2 separate regions of the Anas platyrhynchos genome follow, and region 1 is linked to region 2. A link is a contact called in public Hi-C data. All regions are on one chromosome and are shown on one strand. The core of a region is the stretch at or near the end of the contact, and the rest is flanking DNA. Distances in the headings are between cores, read along the strand shown.

What was found. Hi-C and Micro-C count contacts between places; a contact is called where the count stands out from the background.
Region 1: a contact with region 2 is called in a Hi-C map of liver, with 2.2 times the contacts expected there. The contact joins the promoter of SLC51A here to the promoter of RPL35A in region 2. A contact is called at or near these places in 2 of 8 Hi-C or Micro-C datasets (liver and subcutaneous adipose tissue).

The regions. Positions count from the first base shown.
Region 1 is chr9:10,413,476-10,417,874 of IASCAAS_PekinDuck_T2T, reverse strand. It overlaps SLC51A (solute carrier family 51 member A), which reads right to left and starts at 1,718. Exons shown (of 9, transcript XM_027464153.3): 1 at 1,444-1,718; 2 at 1,196-1,290; 3 at 804-958; 4 at 624-697; 5 at 379-537; 6 at 188-299; 7 at 1-104. The coding sequence starts at 1,478.
Region 2 is chr9:10,202,555-10,206,433 of IASCAAS_PekinDuck_T2T, reverse strand. It overlaps RPL35A (ribosomal protein L35a), which reads left to right and starts at 1,982. Exons shown (of 5, transcript XM_027464765.3): 1 at 1,982-2,092; 2 at 2,399-2,441; 3 at 3,403-3,555. The coding sequence starts at 2,431. It overlaps IQCG (IQ motif containing G), which reads right to left and starts at 1,881. Exons shown (of 10, transcript XM_027464760.3): 1 at 1,779-1,881.

The DNA.
Region 1 (4,399 bases), core at 469-2,968, 210 kb before region 2:
TGCACCCGGGCCTGTCGGAACAGGATGCCCAGAGACCACAGCCCGAAGAGGGTGGAGGCACCGACGAAGGTGTTGATCCAGAGCGCCACGCTCTCCGCCGAGATCTGGGAGGGGAAGGCAGGAAATGCGTCTGGGCTGCCAGAGCCACCAGCCGTCACCCTGCCCGGCCCCACGCTGCAGCACTCACATCAGCGGGGTTGTAGTTCCCGTCAGCAGACAGCACCAGCCCCAGAAACACGGCGGCCGTCCTGAAGAAGGCGTACTGGAAAGTCCCCAGCATCAGCAACCGCAGCTTGCTCCTGGCACGGGGAGAGAGGTCGGTGGCACCCCGAGGTTTCCATGCCGGGGGTGTTCTCCTCTGCCCCAGCCCTCCCTCACCTGCTCATGGTGATTCGGGGCAGGCAGGGGCAGCAGCAGCAGCAGGGCCCGGTGTTGAGCACCATGGGCACGTCCTTCAGGGTGCTGAGCACCGCCTCCTTGCCCCCAAAGCCCTCCACCATGACCAGCATCAGGAGGTAGAAGCAGATGGAGAAGTACCTGGCGAGGAAGAAGAGGATGAGGAGAGGAGGCGCTCGGCTCCCGTGGGCTCCCCAGCCCCTCTCCCCGGGGCAGGCATTACTCACATCGTGGTGGCCATCTCCACCACCATCATGGAGCGCGGGATCCACAGCCCGAAGCAGCTGAACACGGCCACGACCTTGGGGGGAGACGTGGGCATGGCACGCAGCCTCTCCCCGTCCCCCCAGGGGGGTGCTCAGATCCCTCGGGTGCCCCCCACCCCACCGCCCCCATCCCCAGCTCACCGTGGGGGCCGAGCTGCTCCAGCGGAGGGTCTTCATCTTGATGGGGCAGCGGATCTTGTGGGTGAGGTAGAGGGCCTCTTCCACGTAGATGCCGACCGACACCAGCGTCAGGATGGTGGCCAGGCCCATGATGGAGAGTTGGACCATGTCCAGCTCTGCCGGGGAGGGGCGAGAAAGGGGTTTGGTCGCGTCCTGTCCCCTGTTCCTTTTGGCACAGCACCAGCACCCCCCTGGGCAGGGCTGTGGGGTGGGAGCTGAGCCCCCAGCAGCACCCCGTTGCCTCCCCCCTTCCTTGGGGCTGCCCCCTGCTTTCCCCTGCCATACCTCATCCCTGTCCCACTCCCCAGGGGGACAGGAGGAGGCTCCCCCTGCACCGCCCGCTCCCCCCTTACCCTTCAGCAGCTGCCGGGAGGTGGGCGGCAGGGAGAAGCAGGCTGGCGGCACGCTGAAGTTCACGATCAGCATCTCCACCAGCGAGCGGGGGAACCTGCGGAGAAAGGGAGCGCTGCTGGGGACACGGGGACACCCAGCCCCATGGGGTCCCCCCGCCTCCCTCCCTCCCTTCCTTTAACCCAAAATCCCGCTCCCAAAAGTGGCTGTGAAGCATCCCAGCAGCACGGGGAGGGTCCCCCCAACCCACCTGGGGTCATCTGCCAGCTCTATGGTGGGATCCATCCTGCCCCGCTGCTTCCCGGCTCTGTCCCAGCGGCTGCTCGGCTGCCTCCGCGTCCCCTCCCCGATCCTACACAGGGTCAGAGTCCCCAGGGCAGGGACCTCGGGGAGGCTTGGGCGCCTCGTTCAAGTTTAACCAGCTCCATGCACTCATTGGCGGCCCCACAACCCCCTCGGCCGCCCGGTTATCGACCCAGAGGAGCGGCTGTCCGTGTGCCATCGCGCCTGCGTGTCCCCAAAACCCAGGGTGTGGGGTCCTGTGGTGCCGTGACACCGCCTGCCCGCCCCTTGGGGCACCCCACGGATGGGTTTGGGTGGGGGTCCTGTGGTGCTGGGGTCCCCGTGCGTCCTCCTGCCCCCTCTGCGGCGGTGGCTGGGGGCGAGGTGGTGCCACCACGCCTGCCACCTTCCGTCTGTCCTTCCCGGTGGTGGCACCTGCCCTGCTCGTGGCAGCACGGGGCTGGGCCCCGCGGGGAGCAGCTCCCATGACGCTAGAGGGCAGGGCCAGCCCTGCTCAGCACCGCAGCTCTGCACCCACACTCAGTGCCAGCACCGGGGTGAGGTCCTGGTGACCCCCCCAGCACCCCGAGGCACACAGGCTCTGGTTTATACTGGGATTTCAGACATCTTCAAGCCCTTCCACACTCAGGCAGAGGGGTCCTGCAGGAGCCAGGGTGCCACCTGCACCCCAAAAGCGTCCCCAGCACCCCGCTGCGGTTGCCATGGGGCTGGGGTTCTGGGGGTTGCTGTGGGAGCAGCGTGGGGGCATTGGGCTGCGGCCAGGAGAAGGGGATGCCAACCACCCAGCGAGGCCAATTTCAGGCAGCTGCCCAGCCCAGCATGGAGCCCGTCACCCCCCTTCTCTTCTCCATCCTCCTGTGCCTCTGCTTGCTGCTCCTGGGCCCGTAAGTCGCCCCACGGCAGCGTGCCAAGCCCCATCCTGCCCACCCGGGGTGACAGAGCCGCCCTTCCACGTCGGCATCCTGCAGATGTTGGAGCTGGGCATCAGCTCTGCCATCCCCGAGCTGCTTCTTCCCCCATGCCCACCTCCCCCTGGGCCTGGGCACCCCGCTGCCTGCTCGCTCCCGACCTCCCCTCGCTCCTGCCGCAGGTGCAGCTGGCTGGCTCTGCGCGTCCTGCTGCTGCTCCCCATCTCCAGCACCATCTTCCTCATCTCCATCCTGGCTGCCACCAGCCTCATCCTGTTCAGCATCGCCTGCCTGGGGCTCCCCCAGCCAGGTGAGGCGCCCGGATGGGTGCGGGATACAAGAGCAGGGGGTTGGGGGGAGCGGTGTCCCCATCGTGTCGCCCGCACCAGGGACCTGGGAGGACGTCCTGCAGCTCTGTGGCACAGCGATTCGGCAGCCCTGGTGCAGGTGCCAGCGTCCCCGCCGGCAGCACATCATCTACTGCTCTCACTGCGACGGCTACGTGAAGGTGAGGGACATGGGGTGCCCGGGGTGCCACGCACCACAGCCCCCCTGCCCACACCCTGCACCCTGAGGGTCGCAGTGCGCTGCACCACGACCGTCCCGCTGCCCTGCGTCCCCCACCCTCTGCTCAGCCCCCTGAGCCCATCGCCCTGGGGAAGAGCCGCACGTATCCCTTGGCCTGGAGAGGCCGAGCCCTGCCCTGACGTGCACACACACGTGCTGCACGCCCCGCGGTGCCGCCCGGGCTGGCACATGCTGGAGCCTGCTCCCCTTGGCGCACGTAGCCCCGGGGCCGGCAGTGGGGCTGGCTCCTGGTCCCTGCCTGGCTCTGCAGCATCGCCGTGACCTTCCTCACTGCTCCCTGCCCAAATCTGCTCATGTCCTGGGCCTCCCTGTGTCCCCCGAGCACAGCACACGGTGCCAGGTACAGCCACAGGGTGCTCCACCAGGCTCCGTCATCCCCCGTGTCCCCACAGGCTGCTGCTGCAGGCAAGGGCAGGCAGGACGGGCAGGAGCCAAAGGCAGGTGAGCACCCGCCTCCTGGCACAGGACCAGGTGAGGTTTTGGGCCAGCCCCATCGCTTCAAACCCAGCCAGGGCACTCCTCACAGCCCCAGGGTGCTGTAGGGCTGACCAGCTCCCCTGAGGACTGCACCGGGATTCCCCTTTCCTGCCAAAAAATCCCTTAGATGGGGAAGGAAAACGGAGCACCCAGCAGAGCCATTCGCCCCGCCAGGCCCTGGCAATTTAAGGCTCAGGGAACCCAGTGCCACGGGCATCGTGGTGGGTGCTGTGCTCCGAGGAGCTGCTGGAGGGGGCATGGTGTGCGGGCAAACCCTCTCTGCTTGGTTAGCTTTTTCTTTCTTTAAACAGAAGCGCTTGACCTTTGAAACCCTGCCCAAAAAAAGCCGATCGGACCCCTTTCGGCATGTCTGCATCGCCCACACGGCTGCTTGGTCAGCGTTCCCCAATACTTGGAAAAGCTCTGGAAATGCAAATATTTGCATGGGGTTTGGGGGTGGTTTTCCGCCCATCTCCAACTGCCCGGGGCTGCGGCCGGAGCTGCTGGCCCAGCTCCTGGGGAACCCGCGGGGGGCCAGCAGCTGTGCTCGCCCCCGGGGGCTGCGTGCCACCTTCCTGGTGGCTTTGGCTGCTTGTCCCAGCTGATGTCCCTCACAGAGCCCTGCTGAGAGCTGTCAGGAGGCCAAAATGCTCTTGTCTCCCTGCTCTCCTCTCCCCCCCAGCGCCTCGGGGTGTGGCGGATGGCAGGGACACCAAGCAGTGAGGATGTCCCGCTGCACCCGCGCCGGCTCCCCGCACCACCCCGCACACCGAGGGACATGCACTGCTCCTTCAGGCTGAGCTCCGGCTGCACAAACGGGCAATAAACATCTTCAGCCCGAGCTCTCCTGCCCTGTGCTGTCGTTGTGTCGGCCACACAGCCCCGGCACCCCCGTACCAGGGTTTTAGGGGGAGCTGCTGACCCCATTCA
Region 2 (3,879 bases), core at 733-3,232:
GTCATCGCAATGGAAGCATCGACATCTACTAACATTTTGGCTGCTGTTCCTACGACTGAGTTTCTGCCATCTGTAAAACCCTTGCATAAACATACTCCAGGCCTGCAGAATATTACAGCCCAATCTGTAAGCAAACCATGGAAATGCATCAGACAATGCCTGTTAACCTGACTAACGGGATAAAACATGTCTGTAGTCTACTAAAAACCAAAAAGGTTTAGATGCAGACATGCCCTGGATCACTGGGAATCAGTGATTTTTCATAAGCAACTTTACAAATGTTTAAAAAATAGGCATATTTGCTGTGCGAGTTCAGAAACTGGTACCATTTGTCTTTCTATCTCTTTGTTGTTTCTGTTGAAGAAAATAGAGTAATTTACAACTACAGCATGAAATTAATTTCACTGGAGTGGAATATACGGTCACTTTTTAGTTAAGGTCTATGAGATGTCTGTTAATACCATAACAGTTAGAATGAAATAAAAGTGTAGATTTTATGTATTTGTTTCCAGCTAACAGGCACTAATAAAATGATTTTTTAAATTTCTCATACATTTTTATCTTTTTAAGAAATCTATTATCTACATATTGAGATTAAATAACAGTGAATAATCTAATTCATGTGGAGTCTTAATGCTAAAAATATGGAGAAAAAAGCATTGTTGTGAGAGAGCTTTCACCGATGACTATGACAGCATTCTTCAAAGTAGAAATAACGCTTGCAGCTCTCACAGGAAAAAGTGACTTAGCTGGAAGTAAAGGCAGATGGAATGCTTTTCCCCTATTGCATGAACAACTTCTGTCCAGCAGAGAGTTAACTCAAGCTGTTAATGTGTGTTAAGAAAACTTCACAGCAGGAATGTTTCTCTAAAACTTGCTGGTTTGCTCCTCCTACATATCTCCTCTTACAGCTGCTCTAACAGGCATATACTCACTCAGCAAATGCTTGTGCCAAACCAGTAAGCTCTGCCTGGGCTTATGTTGACTTGGAAGTGGGAAGGAAACCACTGTCTGGGGCATTTAGAAATGCTACAAGCAGCGAGGTGCTCTCACTGGATTTTAGTATTAACGCAGTGCCCGCAGACCATCCTGATATTGACATTGACCTTAATCTCTGAGCTTTGCTGAACTCCTTCGCTAAGCTCTATTAATAAAAAGAGAGGTATGTGAGGGATTCAGCTTCCCCCAAGAGCTTAGGCTGACATTCTTTCTCTGCTGATCTAAAGGGAAAGAAAAACATATCAAGACATAATTTTTAAAACAACTGGATAAAAGGTCTGGCCTTGTTCCTCTGGGGATTGCAACTCCCTCTGCTGTGTGAGATTCGTGGAGGCACATTTCTCCCATCCTCCCTGACAAACTGAAGTGGCTTCAAGGGCAGCATTTTTTTTTTTTGCAGCATTTCTTTTAGTTATTTAAGAATATACTAACAAACACCAATGAGAAAACTCAAAGCTGAGAATGTCACATCTCTGACAGCTCAGTTTTGAAAAAATAAATAAATAAATAAATAAATAAAATTCTGAATCCCCACAGCGGCAGCAGCTGGGCCTTAAATCAGGAATATCTGAGCGGTGGGCGCTCCTCACTGGTACCTGAGCGAACTTTGCTTTATTCCTTCCTCAAAACAGAAGCTAACAGAAGAATTCGGAGAATTCACAATCCTCCATCCCTCCTCCACTCCGATCTGTAAGAAAAAGCCCTGTTTATATTTTATCCCCGCTCACACACACACAAACCCCGCTCCCCCCCCCTCCCGGCCCAGGCCCGGCGCTCACCGGGCCCCGCGGCCCCGTCTCCATGGCAACCGCCCGGCTCCGGGGGCCTTGCGGGGCTGCCCGTGGGACTGCCTGAACAACGGTTATAGCGACTCCCCTCCGTTCTTCCCCCCCAGTAAAATAAAACGGACGCCAAACCGGACACTCGGAGACCCGGGGCCGGTGTCCGCGCGCTGTTGGGGTCGCTTCTATTTATTTTTTTCACTCAGGCTCTATTGGGGCCGCCCGCCGGTGGGGGCCTTCTCGGAGAGTATCCCGGCAGGCAGCGCGCGGGGTTCTCCCTTTCGCCGCCATCTTGGTGCGCAGCCATAGGGGTGAGCGGGGCCGCGGCGGCACCGGGCCGGGACCGGGGGGGGCTGCCCCCGCCATCGGGCTGCCGGCGGGTGCGGGGCCCCCGGGGCGTTCCGTCTGGCGCCGTGCGGGACGAGGAGCGGGCGGGATGGCGCCGATGCGCGGCGGATGGTGCCGGGAGGCCGCCTGAGGCCTGGAGCGGCCGGTGCCGGGAGGCGGCCGAGGGCTCCCCCGCACCCCCGCTGTGAGGCAGGGGCAGGCCCCGGGGGTGGAGGTAGCGGTCGGGCAGGGCCGGGGGAGGCTGACGGGGTGTGTGTGTGTCGTTCTAGGCCTGCCGGGACCAGGGCTGCAGGAGGACACCATGAGCGGGAGGTGAGTGAGCCGCCCCACGCTGCGTGATTTGGCAGGTTCTGCTAAAAACGGGGCGTTTGTGAGTGTTTGGCTAAAGCTGCGGGCAGTGGGTTGTGTTTTGTGCTTGCTCTGGTCTTCCACGGCAGCTTCTCTAGCCAGTACACCTGAGTATCCTGGGTGTCTGTCAGACCGCCACAATTGGGTATGCGTATTCTGAAATCCTTGCCTTGAACTGCTTGTAGCTGTTTGTTTTGTCCCACGCCTGTCAGTAGATTGTTGACTGTTAATATTAGTTGGAGTAGTCTTGGTTTTGATCTTAGTGTTTCATTGATTAATGGAGGTTCTGTAGCACTGATGTGTTCTTCTATAGATACAGGGAGGATTGGGTTCACAGATAGTGGAGGGATTAACACTGAATCTTAGGGTTTTGTTTTAATATTTATATGCAGTTTATTTTGTGTGGAAGATAGAATTGGGTTATTTAGCTTAATACCATGGTATTATGGTTGCTGTATACAGTTGTGACACGGTCATGTTTTGTGGAATAAGCCATGCCATTGGTTTAAGCGTATAACACAAGTTTTTGTCATAGAGAATTGTTGAGTTTGTGTTAGTCCAGCACATGTGCGCTGAGTTGTAGGCCTCTATTTCTGCCTGTCCGCATAAACTGCAGTTTGAGGCTGCAAATGAATTGCTGCTAATATCTTTGGCTGCAGCAGCTCATGCTTAACTGCAGCACAAGAAACTCTATGTGGTATACGTGTGTAGACTACTGTCCCAGTTACTTAGCTTTCTTCCTTGAATGTAAAGACTTGCAGTAATTGGTAGAACTGCAGTAACTGGTAGAATTGGTAGAACTGTTTTTTTTCCTCCAGCTAAATTTCTATTGGTGTGGAAATAGTTTGTTCTGAATGAGCACGTTGTTTGGCTTTATCTTTAACGTTTTGGACTGAGTTAATTTGTACATTTTCAATGTCTTTAGGTTGTGGTCTAAGGCCATTTTTGCTGGCTACAAACGTGGCCTCCGAAACCAGCGGGAGCACACCGCCCTTCTGAAAATTGAAGGGGTCTATGCTCGCCAGGAGACAGAGTTCTACTTGGGCAAGAGGTGTGCTTATGTGTACAAAGCAAAAAAGTAAGTCATTTTTACTGCTAAACTAAATCTGTCAACTTCTATGCCAGGTTTTGCAAATGCTGGGGTGTGAGCAGTCTACTTAGGTATCTTGAGATAGAACAAAAAGAGAAAGCTCAGCTTGCAAACAATGTCCATACAGTATTGTGTAGAGCAGTTTCCTTGTTTGTTCTTAAGTTTGAAGTCGTTTGTTGTTTTTTAATTAGTTGACCTATGTGTCCATCATTCAGATCATGAACCTAATGTATAATAATCAGTCACTGTTACAAAGGATGTATTAAAGGGCAAACAGGAAGAAAAGCAATCTTTGCTTGGGTCTGGCAAAAA